Linked DNA regions of Zea mays: all the other regions are linked to region 3. The links are chromatin contacts, called in public Hi-C maps. All regions are on one chromosome and are shown on one strand. Each heading gives the region's core, a stretch centred on a gene start, on an enhancer-like site or on the middle of the called end of the contact. The rest is flanking DNA. Distances are from core to core; before and after follow the strand shown.

Evidence for each region. A called contact is a pair of places that touch in the nucleus more often than the background predicts.
Region 1: a contact with region 3 is called in a Hi-C map of leaf, with 2.4 times the contacts expected there. The contact joins the promoter of LOC100192805 here to the enhancer-like site in region 3. A contact is called at or near these places in 4 of 25 Hi-C or Micro-C datasets (ear, endosperm, leaf and 1 more).
Region 2: a contact with region 3 is called in a Hi-C map of leaf, with 3 times the contacts expected there. The contact joins the promoter of LOC103651182 here to the enhancer-like site in region 3. A contact is called at or near these places in 4 of 25 Hi-C or Micro-C datasets (endosperm and leaf).

Annotation. Positions count from the first base shown.
Region 1 is chr3:200,019,482-200,023,812 of Zm-B73-REFERENCE-NAM-5.0, forward strand. LOC100192805 reads left to right here and starts at 2,941. Exons shown (of 8, transcript NM_001137998.1): 1 at 2,941-3,042; 2 at 3,131-3,213; 3 at 3,312-3,350; 4 at 3,421-3,473; 5 at 3,581-3,644; 6 at 3,737-3,779; 7 at 3,872-3,919. The coding sequence starts at 2,962. It also overlaps the pseudogene LOC100382714.
Region 2 is chr3:200,190,956-200,195,424 of Zm-B73-REFERENCE-NAM-5.0, forward strand. It overlaps LOC103651182 (protein NRT1/ PTR FAMILY 1.1), which reads left to right and starts at 1,476. Exons shown (of 6, transcript XM_035966409.1): 1 at 1,476-1,577; 2 at 1,723-1,802; 3 at 2,112-2,326; 4 at 2,563-2,780; 5 at 2,911-3,455; 6 at 3,567-4,469. The coding sequence starts at 1,735. The coding sequence ends at 4,440.
Region 3 is chr3:200,113,215-200,117,915 of Zm-B73-REFERENCE-NAM-5.0, forward strand. No RefSeq gene overlaps it. Among protein-coding and RNA genes, the nearest start is that of LOC100286106, 35 kb to the right of the region's middle. Within about 2 kb of position 1,462, at least 17 of the 20 cell types and tissues checked have an H3K27ac peak or open chromatin away from gene starts, as enhancers often do. A contact at or near this core is called in ear, endosperm, leaf and 1 more, where this site is marked.

The DNA of each region.
Region 1 (4,331 bases), core at 1,691-4,190, 92 kb before region 3:
GAGAGCCCGTGACCATTGGCAGTACCTTGGACGATCCATTGGTGATCGCCACTGAACGCGGCGCGGTCTACGATCCCTTGTCCGACGACATGAGCCTGCGATGCCATAACGTTGTTAACAAGCGAGCAGATGGTGTGAGCAACATGAGTAGGTATTTGAGCCTGACAACTCATAGTCAACTCTAGGCCACCACCCAATGCAAGACCTGGAATGGCTGCAACAGAAGGTTGTTTGCCCTGTTCCATCATGTTTGACACAAGCTCAATGGATACGTTTGACATAAGCGATACATCCCCAGTCTGATGAACCCTTGTGAAAACTTTGATATTAAATCCTCCACATAACTTGCCCCCAGCACCTGCAATATTCAGCACGACTACTAGATTGGGCTTGACAATGGGGTGCAGTGCCTGGCTGGGACATTTGGTCGAACACCCGAGGGGCGAGCTGCTGTTTCTGTCCGCCTTCAGCTTGATGATGGTGAAGGAGCAGCCGAGCTTGCGGTAGTTGGGGGCAGAGAAGAAGGTGACGAGCTGTCGGTCGACAGAGAACTCATATTCGTCCTCCACCACCTGGTGCGCTCTGCAAACGATGTCCAGGTCCTGCGCGCGGCGGCAGTCCGTCGCGACGTCGGCGCGGAAGGTGCAGGACACGTATCGATCCTTGTTGTCCGCCCACTCTCTGTCCTCCATGGAAGAAGGGTCGGACCAGAGCAGGTCACAGAGGAGACCCCGGTCGGCCACATCGCAGGGCCTGGATAGGCGGCAGATTTGGTCCAGGTTGGCCGCGATGGGAATAGTTAGCTGGTGATGCAGTGGACGAGGGCAAGGACCTCGGACGGCGTCTCTCGAGCTGTGACGCGGCGGCGACGACACGGACGGCTCCTTGGCGATCTGCTGCAGGTCGAGGTCATCATCCGAGCCCGTGGACACCACCCCCGCAACGTCGTCGTGGACGGGAGGCGGATGGCTTGCCTCGCGGTACGGCTCGTAGACGACGGGTAGAGGAGGCAGTGGGCTCACCGCGTCACGGTACGGCTCGTCCACCTCCTCAGCTTGCAGCTGCTGCAGCCTGGCGAAGCGCAGGTCGAGTCGAGCATCCATCTCGTCGTAGCCGGAGGGTTCCTCGTAGCCGGAGGATTCGGCGGTCACAAACACGGAGTCATCCGCGGCTCCAGAGTTGGCGCGGGCCGGCGCGGTGTCGATGCTGGGCTCGTCGGTGGAGGCAACGGGGAGGACGAATCTCGTGGGGTTGTCTGACGGAGCGACGTCCTCGCCATAGAAGAATCCGCCCCAGTTGTCGACGACGACGGATGGCCTAGTGCGGTACTGCTCGCCGTCGTCAAAGCACCCGCCCCAATTGTCTGCGATGACCGCGACCGGGGTGGGCGGCGCACTGGCAGACGCGTCGGAGGAGTGGTTGATGCTGAGCGAGGTGGGCGGGAGGTCGATGTACGCGGCGGACGAGAAGCGCCGGTCCCAGCGAATCTCTAGCTCGTCGAACCGCCGGTTGAACTCATCGAGGATGAGCTTGAAATCGAGAGACATGGCGTTGACAAATTGAAACCGAGGATCGAACGAATCTGATACCAATTGTTACAACTACGGTCTACTTGGGAATGGAGTAAGAAGGAAATCAGAGAGAGCAGAGGTAGGAGAAGAACAGATGTGATTTCTAGAGAATAATTGTTTGTTCAGTTGTTCGATGTACCAGGATCTTGACGGCGCGCGTACTTATTCAGCGCCACAGCCCAACACAGACACACGCAACCTTTACACGCTATTCTGGGCCAAGACGAAGCGGACTGTGGGCCTTTGGATGCGTTACATTTGCTCGGCCTCTTGCACACTGGTATTTTGCACAACAGAAACTATCGCCGGACTTTGAAAGTATCTTCATCAGCTACTTGCTCGTCTTGGTCCAGCTTCCTTGTTGAGACAGTGACAGTGGCTCATGGTTCAGATGGCGGGCTGCTGACAGGAAAGCACTTAGATCTCCATGGATGATTGTAACCTATGAAATAGCCTTTTCAGTCTCCACTAAATTACACCAGATCTTGATAAAAGCAAAGCATATGGGTAAGCTTCAAACCTCTTCCCTTGTGGCTTCTGTAATTTCTTGGCATTCATCTAAACTACAATCTACACGATCAATCCTTCCAGCAAGATGTTTCTTTGCAACCTGATATGAAAATATTTCACATAAACAGATTACCAGATGTGACAATAAGAACCAGAACTGTTAGAGGAGGTATTGTCATAGAATTATATTGTATTGCATTGAGCCCCATGGGCTGATTATATACAATGCACAGGACTAACACCCTACGTTAAAAGGCAATGCGGTATAATTCATATCTAGATACTAGGTGAGTGCCCGTGCGTTGCAACATAGACATATAATACATAAGTTACCGTGATATTATATGTCCCCGTTGCAACGCATGAGCACTCACCTATATGTACATAAGTTATTATATGGTTCCGTCGCAACGCACGGGCACCCACCTAGTTATATCATATGTCTATGTTTTATAGGTCCGTGTCTACAATTTATAATTTATGGGCCAATGACAAATTAACGAAGCCTACCGCAGATCCGAAGATTGTAAATCGCTTTCTGGATCCTTGCCGTTGTTGAGCTGCGTCTGTGTTGGTGTGGCAGTGCCGCCGTGCTACAGTTGGGGGCTGCTCGGGCCTCGGAGAAGATCAACGCTAGTGGGCCCGAATTTAGGTTGCAGAGAGAATTTCTCGGAGCATTGAACTTGTCGTCTACGGCCCATTTCACGTAATTCCTGATAAAGTATATAATATGCCAATCTGGGATCGGACGAGTACGATGCAGCCACGTTTTCCAGTCGTAGCGTGAAAGGTTTTAAGGGCAAAAGCCCTCGGAGCGTCACTGGGAGAAGAGAAACGCCCGGCGGCGCGAAGCGGAGGGTGAGAATATCGGAGTTCGGCGATGTCGAAGCGGCAGGGACCGCCGAAACACCAGAACCGCTACGCGTGGAAGCCGAACCTTGGTCAGAAGATCAACGAAACCGTAAGCTCTCCTCCCATCGCCTTCGCCCCTTCCCCATAGTTCTGGATGTTCATTCAAATCTCACCGTTGCAAACCTTCGACGCCGCAGGAGCCCGGGGGCAGGTTCCGACCTCTGTCAGAAATCACCGGCGTCTGTCAGCGCTGCCGGGATCAAATCGACTGGAAACGCAGGTGGGGAATTGTCATCCCTCATCGGTTGTCTAAGCTCATTTAGCTAGTGTGTAGCTTCGATTGTCTCCTAGGCCCAATTCGTTTGTTTGTTTTTGTAGATACGGAAAATACAAGCCCATTGTTGAGCCAGCAAAATGGTAAATCTCTTTCCCTGTTTAGCACGTATACTGAGCAGCGAGAGAGGTGACGCGTTTTTTGGTTTGGCAGCCAGAAGTGTAATAAGCGAAACGTCCGGCAAGCATACCATAACGTATGCAGAGGTGAATTTTGGCCACTCAATCTCTTGTGTCACTAGGCCTGGTTGTTACTTGTTAAACATTGATAGGTTGGATTGTTACTGATCCGGGTTTGCTGCTGCTTAATGCAGATTGCTCCAAGGACCTCGGCATATGTGCTAAGTGCTGCACATGTGTTAATGAGCTTGTCGGAAGGTGTGATTCCTGCTGTGCATTCCAGTTCTAAACTTGTAGCTGTATCGAAATGCATAATATCTTTAGTTTTATTAATTTTTAATTCTATTTAGGGATGCGAATGAGGAGGAAAGTGAACGCAAGTCACTAGAAGAGGTTTGATTCTGTTATATTTGGAAGTTGGAACTAGATTGCTATATGAACCTAGTAGAACAGTATTGTTTTGCGCTGATCACTGAAGCTTTCAGGCTGTCAGAGGTGCTAGGGAGAGGGAACGACGTACACTTCTTCGTATTGTGAGTACTGTTTTTCAACTTTTCACACTGAACAAACTTTTGTTCGTATGCACTTGCCTCTATAATTAGTAGTCTTCGTGATGCAGAAACTGAATTAACATAAGACTTTGGAGCCACGAATCTGAAAAGGAAATTGTTTTTTTCATTGTTACTGTTTGATAAACTTTGGGTCCTTTACCTATAGTTCCCTCTTAAGACTATGGAGATGGATCTGAAAAGGAAATTGTGTTTTTTATTACTGTTTGATAAACTCTGGGTCCTTTACTTATTTCATGGATATCTGATACTTACAGTTGTGTTTCCGAATTTTGCATCTATATTTTTCATTCTTGTTTTTTTTTTGCAAAATCTGCTGGTATTTATATCTTGAGAAAATTCCAAACATTTGTATCACCCTTGGTTGTACAAAATA
Region 2 (4,469 bases), core at 226-2,725, 78 kb after region 3:
GAATCTACGCCAGCGTGGACCTGACGTGGCAGCACCTCGACGCCGTGACCCTTGGCGCCGAAGCAGGCACCAAGATTTATGGCCCCTACCTTGGTGCCTTGGATTTTGGCGTCGATGTGTTGCGTGCAGATCAAAGATCCCTTCCTAAATTTCAATAAATTTTATAAGACTCACAAATATTAGTTATTATATTTAATAGAACACTTACCTTTGTTTAGCATATTTACCACGCCTAGACATCCTACAAATCGATAATATGACGAACAAAAATGCTTCTAAAAATGATTTCCAAACCGTAACTCTAACCCTATTAATCGGACATAACAAAAGATGGAAAAAAGGGAGGGAGATTAACTTGATATAGAGGAACAATGGATCCAAGTTGCTGATTTAGCTTGATGTTTGTCGTTTGGAAGAAGAGAAATGAGTAGAAAGAACTGACGATCAAAGTGAAATATTTATAGACACGTACGTCGGTGCCAAGATCTATGGCGCCGAGATCTATGACGCCTAACTCGACGTCAAGGGTGATGGTGCCGAGGTGCTGACACGTTAGGTACACGTTGGTGTCGATTATTACATGTGCACGTCAAAATAATTAGCGTCGATACGTTGTAACTCGGCGCCAATAGTGACAGTGCCGAGCTAAGAATCCATTTTTTAAATGAAACCGGAAATAGCGTATTTCTGAAAATAAAAATAAAAATGGCTAAATTGCAAAAAAAAAACGGCAACTCGTAGCCGTCTGTCACATGCTATGAGCTCTTCTGAGCTAACGCCATAGAAAACTTGCAAGAAACAGACAGGAGCAGCTGTGAGTGGGATGAACAAACAAAGCACTTCTATTCTGCTTCCTTCTCTGCTGCTGTTAGCAGTTCACAGGCACTGCATTGTGTGAGACGGCAGCAGCCCCGTGATCCTTTTGCGCGATTTCCTGGGGGTGGGTGGGGGAATTGCCCCCACGAAACGGCCGTCCGTTTCTGCTGACGTCGCTCGGTCACTGCGACGCAAACGCGCGCAACCGTAGCCGATCCAAAAGATCGACGAGGAGAAACAGGGCACGGAACCGAGTGCGGTACACGTCACTGTGCAAACGCATGCATGCGTGTGTTGTATGCCCCGGCGTGTGAGAGTTAAACCCGGGCCGGACACCTGCTGCCGAGGCTTTTTCTCTGCAGGCTCCCAAGATGGAATCGGAGGCGTGGTCGGAGTGAAAAGGCAAGGTGTGGAGTCAGAGCCTTACCACATATGGTGGCCGGCTGGTTTTTTCTTCTTCTTCCTTTTTAATAAAAATGGTGTATAAAGTGTGGGGGAACTGTCTTCTTATTGGTTTGATGAAGTGTGTTGGTTCAGGTCTCTTCTTGGTCGTGCGTGCCAAAGTGTTGATGAAGTGGGTCAAAAAAGTGTACACAAGCAGCTAACTGAATTTATTCTACTTATAAATAAAGACTATGAATCCCATTGTTCCATGCTTCAAGTCGCTGCATTGTTACCCAACTATGATGTTGATGCAAGTACATGGACGGCTCGTTCGTCTCTCTCCCTCTCTGCACCGATCGCCCCCCATCCATACATAGGTGCGGTACTGCGCTGTAGCATGATGCACATGTGGGCACAAGCTAGCTAATAAGGACGGTCACTAGTGATGACGAACCATGCCAAATGTGGGGTGCTTGCGACTAACAGCCTCCTTTTTTTGTTGATCTTCTCCGTACTCGAAAGCGAACGGAAGCGATGATGGCGATGTCATGTGGGCCGGACGAAACAGAAAAGCCTGGACGCGATAGCGCGCTACTACTAAGGTCCAGAGCTAAGTTTGAAATGTCTTAAAACAACTATAGTATTTGCAATACTTCAGTTTTGAAAACAGAGATTTTACCCAGCTTGTCAAACACCATTATGTATATAATACTGCAGTATTTGAGAATACTGCAGTATTCTTCCAAAACTGCAGAAAAACTTTGTTCCCAAACACCCCCTAAAATGTATTTGTCGCTGGGCGCTGGATGCTTATTACCTCACGTACGTCTTTACCTAGACGGGAGCTACTAGCTGTCGGCCTTGTGTTGTGACCTACCTACCGTCTACCGGTGGTGAATCTATTTATTTAGAGGAGCGTGGTTCCGGCGGGGCGCGGCCTGGCTGTGCTCAGTACAGGTGCAGTGGTGGTGCTCCGATCGATCCTCCCGCCGGCCAGCATTTGCGTTTGGTTCGGGCTGCACCGCCGACATGGAGCGCTCTCTTGCTACCGGGACGACTGAATCGCCACAAGAGGAGTGCTTCAAGGGCAACAAGGGCGGGTTCAGAGCCCTCCCCTTCATCTTCTGTGAGTTCCGCCCTCGATCTCATCTTACTGGTCATATGGCAAGTAAAACGTTCTTCGTTCATTGCGTTCTCTACAAGCAAGTCTGTACTTGCCAGTACGTATAGCATGGGATCTTCAAGTAGTTCATCTTATGAATTCTCACTGGACTTAATGCCCAAAGAATTCTCAACCACCTCGCTTCCCTTCGACTTTTAATGGGCAATAACTCATTCGTTCGGTGTTTTTTGGATGCCTAGCAAATGAGATGCTGGAGAAAGTTGCTGGATTCGGGCTCAACACCAACATGATCACGTACCTGACCGACAAGTACCACCTCAGCACCGTCAGCTCCCAGACGATGCTGTTCGTGTGGAGCGCGATCTCCAACTTCACGCCCATCCCCGGCGCCGTCCTCGCCGACATGTACCTCGGCCGGTTCATGGCCGTCGCGCTAGGCTCCGTGGCGTGCCTGATTGTAAGTGCGCCGGCGGCGCCGCCGTCTGTCTCTCTTTTCAATCAGCTTATACCTACTACCTACCACAAGGGTAATTAAATTAACGCGACACGCCATGGAACACGATCGCTTATTCGTCATTCACATACAGGGGATGGTCTTCCTATGGCTGAGCGCCACGGTCCCTGGAGCGCGGCCGCCTCCGTGCAGCGGCGACCAGTGCGCGCCGCCGGGGACGAGGCACCTCGCGTGGCTGCTCGCCGGCTTCGCGTTCCTGTCCCTCGGCGCCGGCGGCGTCCGGCCGTGCTCCATGGCGTTCGGCGCGGACCAGTTCTCCAGGCACCCCAGGCAGCGCCGGGCCAGCATCCTGCAATCCTACTTCAACGCCTACTACGCGTCCATCGGCGTGGCCTTCACGGTCGCCGTCACGGCCATCGTCTACCTGCAGGACAACGTCGGGTGGAGCGTCGGGTTCGCCGTCCCGATGGGCCTCATGCTGCTCTCCGCGGTCAGCTTCTTGCTGGGATCGAGCCTATACATCAAGGAGAAGGGCGAGAGGCGGATGTTCGCCGGGATAGGCACCGCCGTCGCCGCGGCGATCAGGAACCACGGGGCGCGGTTGCCGGACAAGACCGTCGATGGCGTGTACCATCACCTCAAGGACTGCAAGCTCGCTGTCCCCACGGACAAGCTGAGGTATATACGTCACGTCCCGTCCCCCCCAACATGCAGCTAGCTAGCTGGCAGAAGGATGCGTGGTGTGACGAACACGTTGGCGTTTTGAGCTGCGTACGTACGTACGTTCAGGTTCTTGAACAAGGCGTGCTTGCTCCGTGCCACCAAGGACGACGCGCCCTGCAACGGCTCGGACGCGGCGGCGGCGGCCTCCGAGCGGCACGGCCACGACGGGACGAGGCTGTGCACGGTGGACCAGGTGGAGCAGCTCAAGTCGGCGATCCGCGTCCTGCCGATCTGGTCCTCCACCATCTTCCTCGCCCTTGCCATGAACCAGAGCTTCGCCGTTAAGCAGGCCGATGCTATGGACCGGCGCGTCGGCGCGGGCGGGTTCCGCGTTCCCAGCGGCTCCTTGGCCGTCTTCAACATGGCCACCATGTCGCTGTGGTCGGCCTGCTACGACAGGTGGGTCGCGCCGGCACTGCAGCGGTACACGGGCAACCCGCACGGGCTCACCATGAAGCAGCGCATCGGTGGGGGCCTGCTCCTCGCCACCGCGTCGACGGCTGTCTCCGCGGCGGTGGAGGGCGAGCGGAGGCGGCTGGCGCAGCGCGGGGTCACCATCTCGGCGTTCTGGCTCGTGCCGCAGTTCGCGCTTGTGGGGCTCGCCGAGGCGTTCGGCGTCATCGGGGAGATCGAGTTCTTGTACACCGAGCTGCCCAAGAGCATGGCCAGCTTCAGCATGTCGCTGCTGTACATGGCCTTCGGAGTGGGCAACCTGGCCGGCGCCCTCATCGTGAAGGTGGTGCAGGTGGCGAGCGGGCAAGGGGTGGGAACGGGCTGGCTCGTCGACAACTTGAACGTCGGCCGCTACGACTATTACTACTGGCTGCTCACGGGCTACGGCGTGGCGAACTTCGTGTACTTCGCTTGGTGCTGCTGGTTGTATGGCGAGGAGGGGAAGAACGTGGAGTGGGAAGAGGAGGACAACACGGAGCAGCCCTAGTCCTGTATGGCTGGGACTCCTGTGAGCCC
Region 3 (4,701 bases), core at 212-2,711:
TTCGAGGTCTAACTTGGCTTTTCATCTTTAAGTTGGTTCCCCTTTTCTGCTGTCATGTCGAAGCCTTTCTGCACGTAGCTTCGTGATCGCTTCATCCTTCGTCACGATCGTCTTCCATTTCAGTCAAGCTTCGTCTTGACCATGCTTTTGTATACCCGCAATCTGATTCCGAAGATACCTGCTCGCATACTTGGAAAACATTGTCAAATTATGTTTTGAGGACCTTCGTAAGCCGAAGGCCCCCAACAGTCAAGTTGGGGGCAAAAGGAACTTGGAATAGCAATTCTCGATGCCGATTGTATGCTCAAAGGAAGAGTTGGCTTATCATCCAAGGTCCATTTTGTAAGGCGTTGAAAACAATGCTAATGGGATCAAGGGTGACTCAAAAAAATTCTCTTGCGTGATGTGTAGATAGGAGAGTATCGGTCCATTTTGTATGGTTTCGTTGATACATTGCCATCTTATGTACGCAATATAAGGCTGATGTTGAATGTGAGTCTATGCAGAGTCTACGACTACGATAGGTTTTATAATATTAGAAGAAAAGGAACTGTCTCTATGCCACTCTGCCTCACAGATTGCCAAAAGTCTTGTGAAGAACACCTCCAACAGCCTGGCGTTCCAGATGATTCAAGATGCTCAGAAGATCACTTGGGGTGTGTTTGGTTGTGGGACAGCTAGGACGGGATCGTCCCCTGACGTCCTCTTTCGTCCCTCCAATTTTGAGGGACAACAGGGGACAACACAGGATAGTACTGTCCCAACCTTTGACCCAGAACCAAACAACCTAATTTGAGGGATCGTCCCATCCCATCCCGTCCTGTCATTGCAACCAGATGGCTACCGCTGACCAGGAGTGGCTTTTGCGACAAAATTGTTCTCTTGGGTACCGTGATGATGCGTTGATATTTTTTTTTGGCTATGCCGTCTGTGTAGAACTGCTGGCTGTTTGGGCAATTAAATAGCTTCTAAATGTTTCGGCAATAGAATAAAGCTATACTAATGCCTAGTTTGGATACTCTAGTAATGAAAGGGATTAAAGTAGATTCAGATGTATTGTGGGAGTTTTTGATCTATTGAGGATTTATACATTCTCCAATCCTTCCAAACCACTTCAATATTAGAGTACCCAAACTAGCTAAACGGGATCAGGACGTATTTATCGTTATTATATTCATGCCAGTCAAACTTTTTAAAATTTAATCAGTTTCATATAAAGTATTAACAATATCTATATCTTTAAATAAGTTTATTATTAAAAATAAATAAAAACTATCTAATGATACTTAGATATTAATATATTTATTGTTTATTTGATTAAAATTAAAATACTGACTTCTCGAAAACGATAATAATGACTATTTTGTTACGTGAAAAACGTCGTGTCGACGAAGGAAGACTATACCTCACGCCTTGGGCCTTTGAGGCAGGAGCGACCTTTTCATATGCTAGGTAGTAGACGTCGTCGGCCAGGCCCAGGCCCAGGCCCACAAAGGCACAAGCTTCATTTGAGCTGAAGACGAACGTTTGCCAGGAAAAGTAGTGCTGGAGACGGACGGGCGGACGGCCAGCCGATCGTCGTACTCGAACGGAACCGGCGCGCAGCAGGACTTGCGTGTGTGCGCGAGCACCGCCCCGCCTCACCGCCGGGAGCGTGCTTGCGTCGTCCGCCGGCACAGACGAATGGCAATAGCGGCGGAACTGATTGATTAGCGGATCGAGGGCGGCCGGGATGCGGCTCGGCTGTGCTGTTTCGTCACGTTGGATTGCCAGCAGCGGCGGGTCCATCGAAGCCGGCCGTTCCGTGCCGAGCTGCCCCGACGGCGACGCGCGCGCTTGGACGGACGCGGCGGCCTTGCTCCGTTCTTCTTTTTTATTTATCACGTTCACGTTTTAGCTAAGCGGGTGACACATATTCGAAAAGGGTGATATGATATTGAGTATGATAGATATCTGGGCCGACGACGCGGTCACCATACGTGACGTGCTTGTGCTCCCCTTCGTCGTTCGGTTCGGGGGCATGTGCATCTGTTGCAACTGCAAACTTTTGTGCTCTGTTCTCGCTCGTCACCGCAACGTTACGTTTCGATACTATATATATACTGACCCTGCATGGCTGCATGCGCGCGCAGCACGGTTCGTATTCGTGTGACGCGTGTATAGGCGCGGCCGGACCCAATCAAACTGTCCAAGTCCGGTGCCCGTTCCACCGAGAGAATCTCTGTTCCGCGCAGAGCTCTGCCTCCCTCTGCATGCGATGCGTACCCCTTCTGTGTCGTCGACTCGTGTGCCCATCGTAAGCCGGCTCCGGCCCGACGAGTTGCCGTGGTTCGGCTGGGGACCAAGCCGTGCTTTCGAGTGTGCGTCCTCGCTTTGGTAGTTGGGGTGGAATCCACCGCGGAGCGCCAAAGCGATCAAAGACTAGACCTAGGCAAAAAGAATCGGAACCGAGGAACCGAACTGAAATAATCGAGAATCGAAACTGAACTAACCGAACCAAAGGAACCGTTATGAAACTCGGTTCTGGTTTTTTGAGAACCGAAATAAATGAGATATTTTCAGTTCTGCACTCCAAAGAACTGAAAAAACCGAAAAAACCAAAAGTATCATATTTAATTTGTTACATGTGTTGTAACTTCGGATGTTGGTTTATCGACTTATGTTGAACCTCTAATCATCCATGTATTATCTATGAAATTCTGGGCATTGTGCACTTGTGGTTGTTTGCGGGGAGATACTGCTGAAATTTCTCACAAAACTTACCGTTAATTATAATTTTAGAGTGGCTGTTACAGTTCGGTTAAAACCGAAGAACCGAGAACTAAGAACCGAACTAGTCGGTTCTGGTTTCTTTATCTTGCAATTTCGGTTTTAGTTTTTGAAGAATCGAATTTCTACAAGAACCAAAGAACCGAACCGAAGAATCGAGCGCCTAGTCCAAAACACGGGAAGCGTTCTGTTCTGTGCCTGTGGGTGCTTCCCGTATATATCTTGATCTTCCCTGTGCAAGTGTACAGCGCCGTCAGTCGTCCAGTGAAAAAGAAGAGTAAATTAAAAAGGGACCGGGTCGTCGGGTGATGCGTCGAATGTTGGAACGGTACGGATACCGTGGATTGTTGTGTATCCGAATCTGGCGTTTCAGGTTTGTGTGGTCGTATCGTGTTGTAAGGGCCTTCCGACCGGTCTTTGCTTTGCGAGACAACCAGGCATACAACGACGAAATATCGAGCGACAATGTAGTGTAAATAGTTGTACGTCCTTGCCTATCCTCTTACTCTTCATGTTTGTTGTTAATCAATACCATAATACTAATAACAATGTTTCTATGGTATCTACAGATATGAATATAAAACAAAGTGACGCACGTGCGGTGAGAGTGCGGTGAGAGAAACGGTGGCAACATCTTGGATGTCGTGACACTAGGGAGACAGACAACAATAACGTCTAAGTTGAGTCTCTCTTTTCTCTAGCACGCCAACTCCTTTGTAGATATAGACCTTATGCTAACGGGCTTTTTCTCTAAATTCCCACTACCACTAGTGTTCTCATATATCATGTTTGCCTCTTGCTTATATATTCAATAATATTTCACTTGCACTACAGCCAATCATCTATGCAACCGTTCCAACATCTTAAATGTGTGATACATCATACATTAGGTTCATGAGTAGATGGCCATGATCAAAAACCTTTTTTGATCCATTACTCAACAGCTATGCCTAGCAACACTTAATGAATCTCATATACACAAAGATCATTTCAGCCGAACCTCGATATACACATATCTTGGTCCTTTTGCCATACAATACCTGTCAAACGAAAGGTGAGATTTGTGTCACCTTATTATAGCTCAAGACTTCACTCGACCTTGTAGTGGATTACAACTTGAAACTAATTTTTTAGTCATATCATGATTAACTGATTAACCATATTGTCATGCCCATGCACTTTCTTAATCTAACCGCATACTACATCGAGTAGCTCATAGATATCTCTCGAGTGATAAATTTCATCTTGGTTCACACATATCCTATCACGTGTTTTATGATACATCCAAAATCTATTTTTTTTATAACTACCTAGTTACAGAGTAGCATTTGATAACCCCGAAATGATCACTACATATAGAGAGAAATAATGACGATCTCATATCTAAGGATCCGATAATTAAGTATACCACTCGAGAATACTTGGTGACACATATTTGACATAACAATCCCAACAACGTCTCGAAGTGTGTCTATCCAACAACATGAACTTTATCATGTAATCATTTATCCACATTATTGATTTAATATATGTATATCAATGATATGTTAAACATGATCATCGATCAATGCATGTGCTAGTCTATAAAAATATTATTGTCCCACATCATGACATAAGGACATGGATATTTTGAATAATATAGTATTTCACAAACAAGTCACGTACTCTCCAATCACCTATCAAAAAAGCATAGAGGTGTCCCCACTAATAGTTTTCAGTATTTGTTCCACACATAATGATACTGCCATATTCAAGTTTTGGCATTGTTTATCTAATCAACAGGAAGCTGAAACAAGAATTGAGGAGTTGATGGTTGACCTCAATAGTGAAGCTACAAAAACTACTTGGTTAGCTTATCAAGGAAATATATGTAGACTATGCTAGCTGCTAGGATTCCCAGTGACTTTTTGTTTGTCTTGTGTTCATCACTAA